Regions from separate parts of the Rattus norvegicus genome. Here region 1 is linked to region 2. The links are chromatin contacts, called in public Hi-C maps. All regions are on one chromosome and are shown on one strand. Each heading gives the region's core, a stretch centred on a gene start, on an enhancer-like site or on the middle of the called end of the contact. The rest is flanking DNA. Distances are from core to core; before and after follow the strand shown.

Region 1 (4,219 bases), core at 230-2,729, 90 kb after region 2:
TCATGGAACTTTTTGCTGTTGAACCTGGACACTACCCCAGAAATTCCTTCAAGGTCTCTAGCAGGTTTTTCTTATGGGTTAACTCTGGTCAAGGAAAACGTCTTAATGCACAGATGGGGACACTGGAACTCAGAAGGCAAAAGTGGCTATCACTTACGACCATCTTGGCAGAGCAGAGGGGACCCAATCCCGGATGCACAAGTTTAGCCTGCTGCTGTCTATCCTAGCCCACCTTTTCTCACAAAGCCCAGGATGTCCTCAGATCAGGAACTCCAGTCTGTATTGTTTTAGACTTCTGCAAACAGATGGTCAGTTACTGGAGGCTAGTCTCTACTGAAGCTTACCACTACTGGGCGGGGTGGGCTAAATGGGGCGCCATCTGAACAGGCCTGCAAAGGCATGTACATAGAGGGGCAAGAACTGCATTTAGTGAACTCGAATTATTTTCATAGGGAAATGGACTTTAAATGCTTGCTCTGAGCTGGCAACACACATCTCCACATTGTCTGTCTCAGGAAAAGGCTGCATTTTGTTGCCTTAGGTGAACTGTTTATTCTGCATGCAGTTCTAAGTTTGACCACTAGATGGTGACACAACCAGCCATACGGGGCTTGCAGTTGTAAAAACACTACCTCTCTTGAGATCCAGGCATGCTCTGGTATATGCATAGCTTTCTATTTAAAGCAATAGTATAAATATTTGTGTGGATACCAATTACGTGGGCTTGCATATCAATCTAAGCCAAGGCATTCTCGAGAGAGACACTGAGAGGCACCTGCTCCTTTTAGCTTCACGTGTCCCCTGTGGCCTTCTTGTTGGCATTGTTTCCCTCTCCACTGGGCATTCTACTCCTGAGTCTGACTTTAAGGCCCTCCTACCACGACAGCTTCCCCCGTCCCTTAGTCACTGGCCAACCTCTGGAGTTCAGAGCCCCTGTGCAGCTAAGGCCCCCCTGGCCTCCATAAAGGACACATTAGATCAGAAAAGCTTTGGGGTGGCCCAGCATCCCCTCTGGCCAAGCTCCCACTTGGAGGGTGGGTTGTAGAAAGGACTGGGGCATGGGCCAATCCAGGGCCAGAGGCTGCTGGGCTGCCACGCATAGTGAAATTCTAGAACTCTCAGATCTCAGCTGGAAGATGGAGTGTCCATCTCCACCTGCAGGGTCAGAGCTTAAAACTCACCACTGACCTAATTGCAGAGCTTCTCTGGTCCCTCACAGATTCTGCTTTCATTTTTTGGAGAGTTCTGGAAATTTTTTTTTTGGTCTGGGAGCTGGGGACCGAACCCAGGGCCTTGCGCTTCCTAGGCAAGCGCTCTACCACTGAGCTAAATCCCCAACCCTGTTCTGGGAAATTTTAAACCCAGGGCCTTGCGCACATTGGGCAAGCATCCCATCACTAAGACACACCCTCGGGTTTCTTTCTTTTTCCTTTTTTGAGGCAAGGTAGTCACTAAGTCATGCAAGCTGTCCTTGAACTCTACTATAGTCCAGACAGAAAGGTCTTGAACTTGTGATTTTTTTCTTGAGTAGCTAGATTATAGGTCTCTGTCATCAGACCCATCTAAACGCCTTCTACTCTCTATTTCTGGTCAAGAATTCATTAGCATTTACTGCTTTACTTGTTCTATTTTTTTAAATAAAAAAAGAATCACTTAGTATTTTTATGTGTATCCGTATGTGTTCTTACATGAGTTTTTTGTGCACTGTGTTTATACGCATGTGTCCATGAAGGCCGGAAGTGGGCGTCAGAGCCCCAAGAGCTGGAGTTATGGGTGGTTTCAGGTCACCATGTGGCTGCTGGGAACCAAGTCCTAGTCCTCTGGAGGAGCAGCAAGTGCCATCAAACTGTGCTGGTGTTTTATCAACTGGGCACAGCTATAGCCATTTGGGGAAAAGGACTTTCAAATGGGAAAAAAAACCATCCAAGACTGGCCAACAGGCAAGCCTGTGAAGGCTTTCTCTTCATTAGCATTTGCTATGGGAGGGCCTCGCCTGCTGTGGGCGTGGGGCCACTGCCTTCAGGGCAGGTGGTCCTGGGTGCTATAAGAGGGTAGGCAGGGTTGGGGATTTAGCTCAGTGGTAGAGCGCTTGCCTAACTCCGAAAAAAAGAAAAAAGAAAAAAAAAAAGAGGGTAGGCAGAGCAGCATGGGAGCGCACCAGCAAGCAGCACCCTTCCATGGCCTTTGTGACAGCTCCCACCTTGAGTTCCTGCCAGGACTTCCCTGGATGGCTGACTAGAGACCTGAAGATGGAATTAACCCTTTCCTCCCCAAGCTGCTTTTGGGCATGGTGTTTTACCACAACAACCGAAACCCTGAGATACCATCTCTCCAGGCCTCTTGAACTTTTTTTAAAAATTGCATTTATGTGTGAATACGTCTGCACGTGACAAGCGTGTGGAGACCAGAAGACAACTGTCGGAGCTGATTCTCCCCCCTGCCACGTGCATCCCATCCCATCTGGAGTTCGAGTCCAGATCACTAGGTGTGGCGGCCACCCCTTTACTCTCTGGGCCATCTTGCCAGCCTCTTCACAGCTATTCCCAAAGAAGATTCGCACATGTCCCTTCTGGAGTTTAAGGCATTTGGAAAGGACTGCACAGTCGTGCTGGGCTGGTAATGTGTGGGCAGGCTGTCTACAGATATCACTTGTCCCTCCCAGGCAGTTCAGCAATGCGTCCTGACAGTCTTGGGGTGGGGGAGGGGGGACGATGACCGAGATATGTGACTGCTGGGGGTTTATCTCACAAATCCCAGAAATTACACGCACATGCTCAATTTCATTCCCATTTGGGCTGGAAATAAGAATACAGAAAATCTCTGCCCTTGGGACCCATTGAAATATGATCGAGGACACTCCAAACGCTGATTCTGTGCTAAATAAATGTCTTGCATCACCTGTTCTGAAGGGAGAGTAGACAGCCTATGTAAAGTTTGCTTGAGGATGTGCGTGCTCGAATTAAATTGAGTCAGACTTGCTTTGGGAAATATCTGAGACTATGCATTCTATGGCAATAACTAGGGTACTCATGAGAGTCCCTCAGTACTGGAGGGGACAGCCACCTCTACCAACTGAGTAGTTCTATCCTCCGCGTGATCCCTCTACCTCTGCTGTTGACTGGAGTCAAACAGGAGTAACCCAGGCTGTACCACTCACACTCTGCTTTTGGAATTGCAGGCCTGGACATGAGGGGTTAAGGGAGGGCTAAAGTAGAGAGACTCGCTTCTGAGCTGACGGTGCTCCTGCAAACATGGTGAACATCCCTAAGACCCGCTGGACATTCTATAGGAAATGTGGGAAGCACCAACCCCACAAGGTGACACAGGACAAGAAGGGCAAGGGTTCTTTGTATGCCCAGGGAAAGCGACGTTATGACAGGAAACAGAGTGGCTATGGTGGGCACTCAAGGGCTGAGGTCAATGCTTAGTCAGCCCTGATGGAACCTACATGTCCGAAGAATGAGTGGGAGAGGCTGCCTTACTGAGAGATGTGCAGGGCGAAGACGTGAAGAGGGAGAGACCAGAGCCTGTGTGGCTGCAGAGGTGCCAAGGGCCTGCACCCCAGTCTGTCTCAGCCATTAACACAACCTCTCTGTCAGGGGAGAGGGGCAGGACTTTCTGGGTTCTTAGCTACAAAATAGAGCAGTGCTGGGAAGAAAAGGCTACATTCGCACCTCTGTGGGGCTCACCTGTTCAAGCCTTGGCAGTAGCCAATGGTGGGGTTCTGCCAGGAGAAGGCCAGGAGCACACGGCGGAGCTTGTCAGGGAAGCTGGAGGTAGGGCAGGTGAAGTGCTTGTTGGTGGGGAAGGTTCTGTTGAGGTCCAGCTCGATCTGACGAGCAGCAGGGTGCTCACATGCCCGGCCCCGGGCCAGAAGCTCCTGGTAGCAGCCTGAGGAGTGCAGGTGCTGGACACGGCGGTGGACCAGCCACCTCCAGACCCGTGGGCGGTGCTCTCGGGGCACACCTGCCCGTAGCAGCTGCTTGAGTTCAGCTGAGGGCATGAGCTCGGTCAGAGTAGCCCAGCGGTCCCGTAGTGGCCTCTCCACGGCCTCGAGGGCCAGCAGGTGGTGGGAGCGCACTTCCAAGGCCTGGATCTTGGCTAGTAGTTTCAGGTCTTCCACCTCGTAGTCTGGCACTGTCAGGAAGCCATAATCATCATACTCGCTGTTGGCAAAAGGGCCACGTTAGCACGACTGTCCCTGGGTGGGCTCCCACCC
Region 2 (4,370 bases), core at 1,679-4,178:
TGGGAAGTGATGGTTTGGTAGAAGTGGCATGTGGGGAAGGCTCAGAGCTTTCCAAGTTCCTTAGGGAGTGATGAACCAAAGATTCATTCAGTTTTTTCTTTACACTTCTTTTATGTGTATAGTTGTTTTGCCTACATGTCTGCTCCACATGTGTTTCTGATGCCTACAGAAGCCAGACAGAGTATTCAATCTCATAGAACTGGAGAGAACAGTTGTGAGCCACTGTGTGGGTGCTGGAAACCGAGCTTGGGTCTTCTGCAAGAGCAGCCAGTGCTCTTTTAACCACAGAGACATCTTTCCAGCCTCTTCTTTTGTTTGTATATGTACAGGTGGGAGTGCACTCTGTAGAGGTCAGAGGACAACTTAGTTAGGAGTTGGGTCTAGCCTTCCACCATGTGGGCCCTGGGGATTGAATTCGGGTTGCCAGGCTTGGTGGCAAGCCTTGACCTGCTAAGCCATCTCATCAGCCTTCCCACTCTGCTTCCCCCTAGATTTCTCACCAGAACATGATAGAATCTGTCCAGGGCCCTGTACTCAAAATCACTTCTTATCAAACTCTGCCTTCTGGGACAAGCTGTCCCTCAGAACACTGAATGTGTCTGTCACTTGCACCACCTGCATGGGGTTACCACAGGCTAGTGTCACTGACAAAGGAGAATTATGGGCAGAAAGATGACACTGTAGATAAGAGTGCCCCCGGATTCTCTAGAAGCTAGAGACTACAAGAAGCTTCTGTGGTGCTAAAGGCTGAATACAAACGTGCTCCCCCCACCTTTTTTTTTTGCTTCCCTTTTTTCTTCTGCAAACCACTGAGAGTTGGGTTTGCTTCCACAGAAGAATTGAGGCCACTGAGTTGGCTCTGCAGGTAGATGTGTCACCATCTTGACAACCCAAGTTAAATCCTTAGGACACCCTCCAACCCTGTCGTGGAAGGACAAAACTGACTTCCACCAGTTATCCTCTGACATCCTCATGGTACTTAGGGTCTCCCTGCCCCACAGAAGAACTTGGTTATCTTCGTGAGTGGTGAGCCCCCCATCACTGGACCTGTTCACTTTAGGACCAGCTATTTCAAGAAAGCTATGAAGGGGGTGGCGGGTGAACAAGATTTTATCCAAGCCCAAATGCTACTATGCACTTGACTTCCAATGAAGAACATGGTTACAAGAGACAGCATTCATATTTTATTTAAACAAAGCATGTATTAGAAAACTGTCATCACAGAGATGTATGTCTTCTGCTTCACTGGCCTTGACTAAGCCTTTTTCTTGCAAACACCTGCTGGGGCTGTATGTATAGCTGGATGGAGCCCTTCACTGGTTCTAGACCACGCACCACAAGCATCACAGGGAAAATAATTCGTGTACCTCTGAGGTAAATTCTACAAAACCAAGAGCATTCAGACACATGCTTTGGATCACAAGGAGACTGCCCTGAGAATATTAAGGCAGCTCCCTTGGTTGCCACCCAGCTGCTGGGTATCTGCGGTCCAGCACTGTGACAAGGTAGGAAGAGTCTATTGGAGATGCTAACAAATCCTAGCCTGATACGTTATAGTTTTTAAGGCAATTTCATTAGCTTTGGCTTGTTTGAGCCTGGCATCACCGACCCATGTTTTACAGATGGGGGCCACAAGTAGAAAGAATGTTGTCTGAGGCCATACAGCTGACCGGAAGCTAAGCCTTCTAGCCAGCACAAACCCCAGCTCAGAATCAGTCTTTCTGTTTTAGACCCAAATCAGATCCTCTCAAACAATTCCATCCCCTATCCTAAAGGTTATACAACCTCATTTCAGGGACCAGTGAAGGTAAATCTAAAAGCAGGTTTGACCCGGGGAAAACTGAGGCAAGTAACACTGAGAGGGAGAGAGCTGTCACATCTACAACACAGCCTACTAGGCAGTGTAGATCCTGACCGCAACACTGATCCTATTGTCTTGGGGCAGTCTTCTGACTCACGAGTACCAAGTCTGCCATGTGTACAATGGGATCGCTTCCCACCTTTGAGGGATCAACTGTGTGAAGTGCATGACTCCAATGCCTGGTAAGAGGTGCCTGGCTGGGCCCCTCCTGCAGTGGTGTGTGGGAAAAGCTCTGGTCTTGTGAATGAAGGACCTACTATGTCCCGTCAAATTGCCCTAATGATCACTCAGCGTCTAGAAGGAAAGCACACAGATGTCCTTAGAAAGCAACTGGAATGACAGGTCCTGTTTGTTTGTTTGTTTGTTTTTGAGGGGGTGGGGTGGAGGGATTTGTAGGCCTGATTGGTTTTTTTTTTTTTCGGGTGTGGAGGGAACTTCTTGGGGCAGATAAGCCTGAAGACTGAGACAGGCAGAGAGCCGGTTTTCCTATTTATGGTGGGAAGCACAATGGTTCAAAGGTGCACCTGCAAACTAGCTTCCGACCGGAGCATGTCTGAAAAGATTGACATGAGCAAAGGCAGGGTAGAAAAGCCAGAAAGACTACTAAAAGGGCCAAGGTAAAGTGCTGCCAGTGCTGTTTTTGTAGCTCTTTGAGAGCCTCCCTTTAGTTCCCAAGAGGCCAGGCTAAGTTTCAGGATGCTTTAGTGTAGAAGATGAAGAGGGGTGAGGATGCAGACCCAGACCAGAACCCTGTCAGGTGCTCTGGATGGAGGTGACCTGGACAAGCTCAAGTGGCTGGAGAGCAGCTGGCTCAAATGGAAACAGTTCAGGAACTACTTGCCTCCTGCAAGGCACTGTAAGTATTCACTGATACTGCGTGCCTACTGTGTGTCAGGAGGTTCTAGGCGCTGCACGATAGTGTCCTAGATACAGGCAGCAGGGTGTCCCTTTCAGGAACTTGCATTATAAAAACATCGTGGGGGAAGAGGGGGAGGGCACAGGGGACAGCAGGAGACTAGCCTAGGAAAGGAAGCACATTCTCTCTTAGGGTAACCGGGGAATGCTGATAGTCCCCTCCCAGAGGCGCAGGGCTGGGTAGAGCGGCTCCTGGAAGACAGCATAGAAGGTATGCAAGTGGCTCATGCCACCCGCCACGTCGTAGAAGGTCAGAATGCCGGCCTCGTAGTCCAGGAAGACGCCGAGCCGGTGAGGGTCGCGGCGGAGCCGCAGACGGCTTCGCTGGCAGTCGTGGAAGGCCCAGTACTCCATGTCGTAACGCTTCACGCACCACGACTCGCGGTTGCAGCCTAGGCGGGCAGCCGTGGAGGTTCCGCGGCGCCGCAGCGACGGGTAGGCCGCGCCCACCCACCAGCCCACGCCTGCCTCCTGCACGTCCACCTCCCAGTAGTGGCGTCCCGCTGCGAAGCCGTCGCGGCCCAGCACCTGACGCAGCGAGTCGAATCGCGGAGCGGGACGCGGCCCCAGGCGGCCCAGCAGCGAGCAGCGTACAGTCAGCCCGTCGGTCGACAGGCGCAGGCGCGCGTGCATCGTGTCCGGGTCCAGCGTTGGCGTGCGCGCGTCTGCAGAGGGGTGGGGAGAAGTGGTCAGAAAACTTGGGCGGAGCCACATGGGGTCCTCCTACCTCGGACTGAGCATGCGTCTGCAGAGGGGCGGGGAAAAGCAGGTTTATGGGCGGGGCCGAAGTGGGCCCAGCTCACCTTCCATTCGCTGGTCCCAGCCCGAGTCAAAACGCTCGGTAGGGACCAAAATGCTGTTGGGTAGGGTGAGAGGGAAACAGGTTTATTACGTGCTCTATGCGGCTTGAGTTTGGATCGTGGAATTTATTGCTAATTAAAAAAAGAAAAGAAATCTTACTGCCGAGGAAGGTGGAGTACACCTTTAATCCCACCAGTCAGGTGACAGAGGCAGAGGTTCTGTGAGTTGGAGACCAACTTCCTGAGTTCTACATAGTAGAATGTTGCAGAACAGGCAGGGATACATAAAGAGACCCAGTCTCAAAAACAGAAAGATAGAAAATCTTAAACTATTTGGACTTGGTTGCATGTCCTCTGCCCTTTTTAATCCCTTAATTTTGAGGCTTATACTTCCTCCCAATATTGGTATCATGCCATGCATGCTTTTAGGCAACCTACTTTTTAAAGCTTAATGGCATATTCACGAAACATGCTTGAATCATATCAAACATATTTCAGTGGTGATACTAGTTTGTGTATGTGTTTAAATGATTTTATGGGCGTGAGTAGTTCTTTATGCGCATCTCAGTGTAATGTGCAGTGCTAGCAGTGGCCAGAAGGCGGCAATAGGCGCCCTGCAGCCGGAGTTACAGCTGGTTGTGAGCCTCGGTTTGGATAAGAGCAGCAGCTGGAGAGATGGCTCAGTGGTTAAGAGCACAGACTGTTCTTCCAGAGGTCCTGAGTTCAATTCCCAGCAACCACATGGTGGCTCACAACCATCTGTAAAGAGAACCGATGCCCTCTTCTGGTGTCTG

The links. Hi-C and Micro-C count contacts between places; a contact is called where the count stands out from the background.
Region 1: a Hi-C map of the Rat2 cell line shows a contact between it and region 2, with 3 times the contacts expected there. The contact joins two enhancer-like sites. A contact is called at or near these places in 11 of 12 Hi-C or Micro-C datasets (the A7r5 cell line, the Rat2 cell line, Schwann cells and 6 more).

The regions. Positions count from the first base shown.
Region 1 is chr5:65,686,697-65,690,915 of GRCr8, forward strand. Tbc1d2 (TBC1 domain family, member 2) reads right to left here. Exons shown (of 13, transcript NM_001399163.1): 9 at 3,690-4,166. Among named protein-coding and RNA genes, the nearest start is that of Coro2a, 34 kb to the left of the region's middle. Within about 2 kb of position 1,480, at least 8 of the 93 cell types and tissues checked have an H3K27ac peak or open chromatin away from gene starts, as enhancers often do.
Region 2 is chr5:65,594,988-65,599,357 of GRCr8, forward strand. Trim14 (tripartite motif-containing 14) reads right to left here. Exons shown (of 6, transcript NM_001399174.1): 6 at 1,162-3,441. The coding sequence ends at 2,906. Among named protein-coding and RNA genes, the nearest start is that of Nans, 21 kb to the left of the region's middle. Within about 2 kb of position 2,929, at least 88 of the 93 cell types and tissues checked have an H3K27ac peak or open chromatin away from gene starts, as enhancers often do.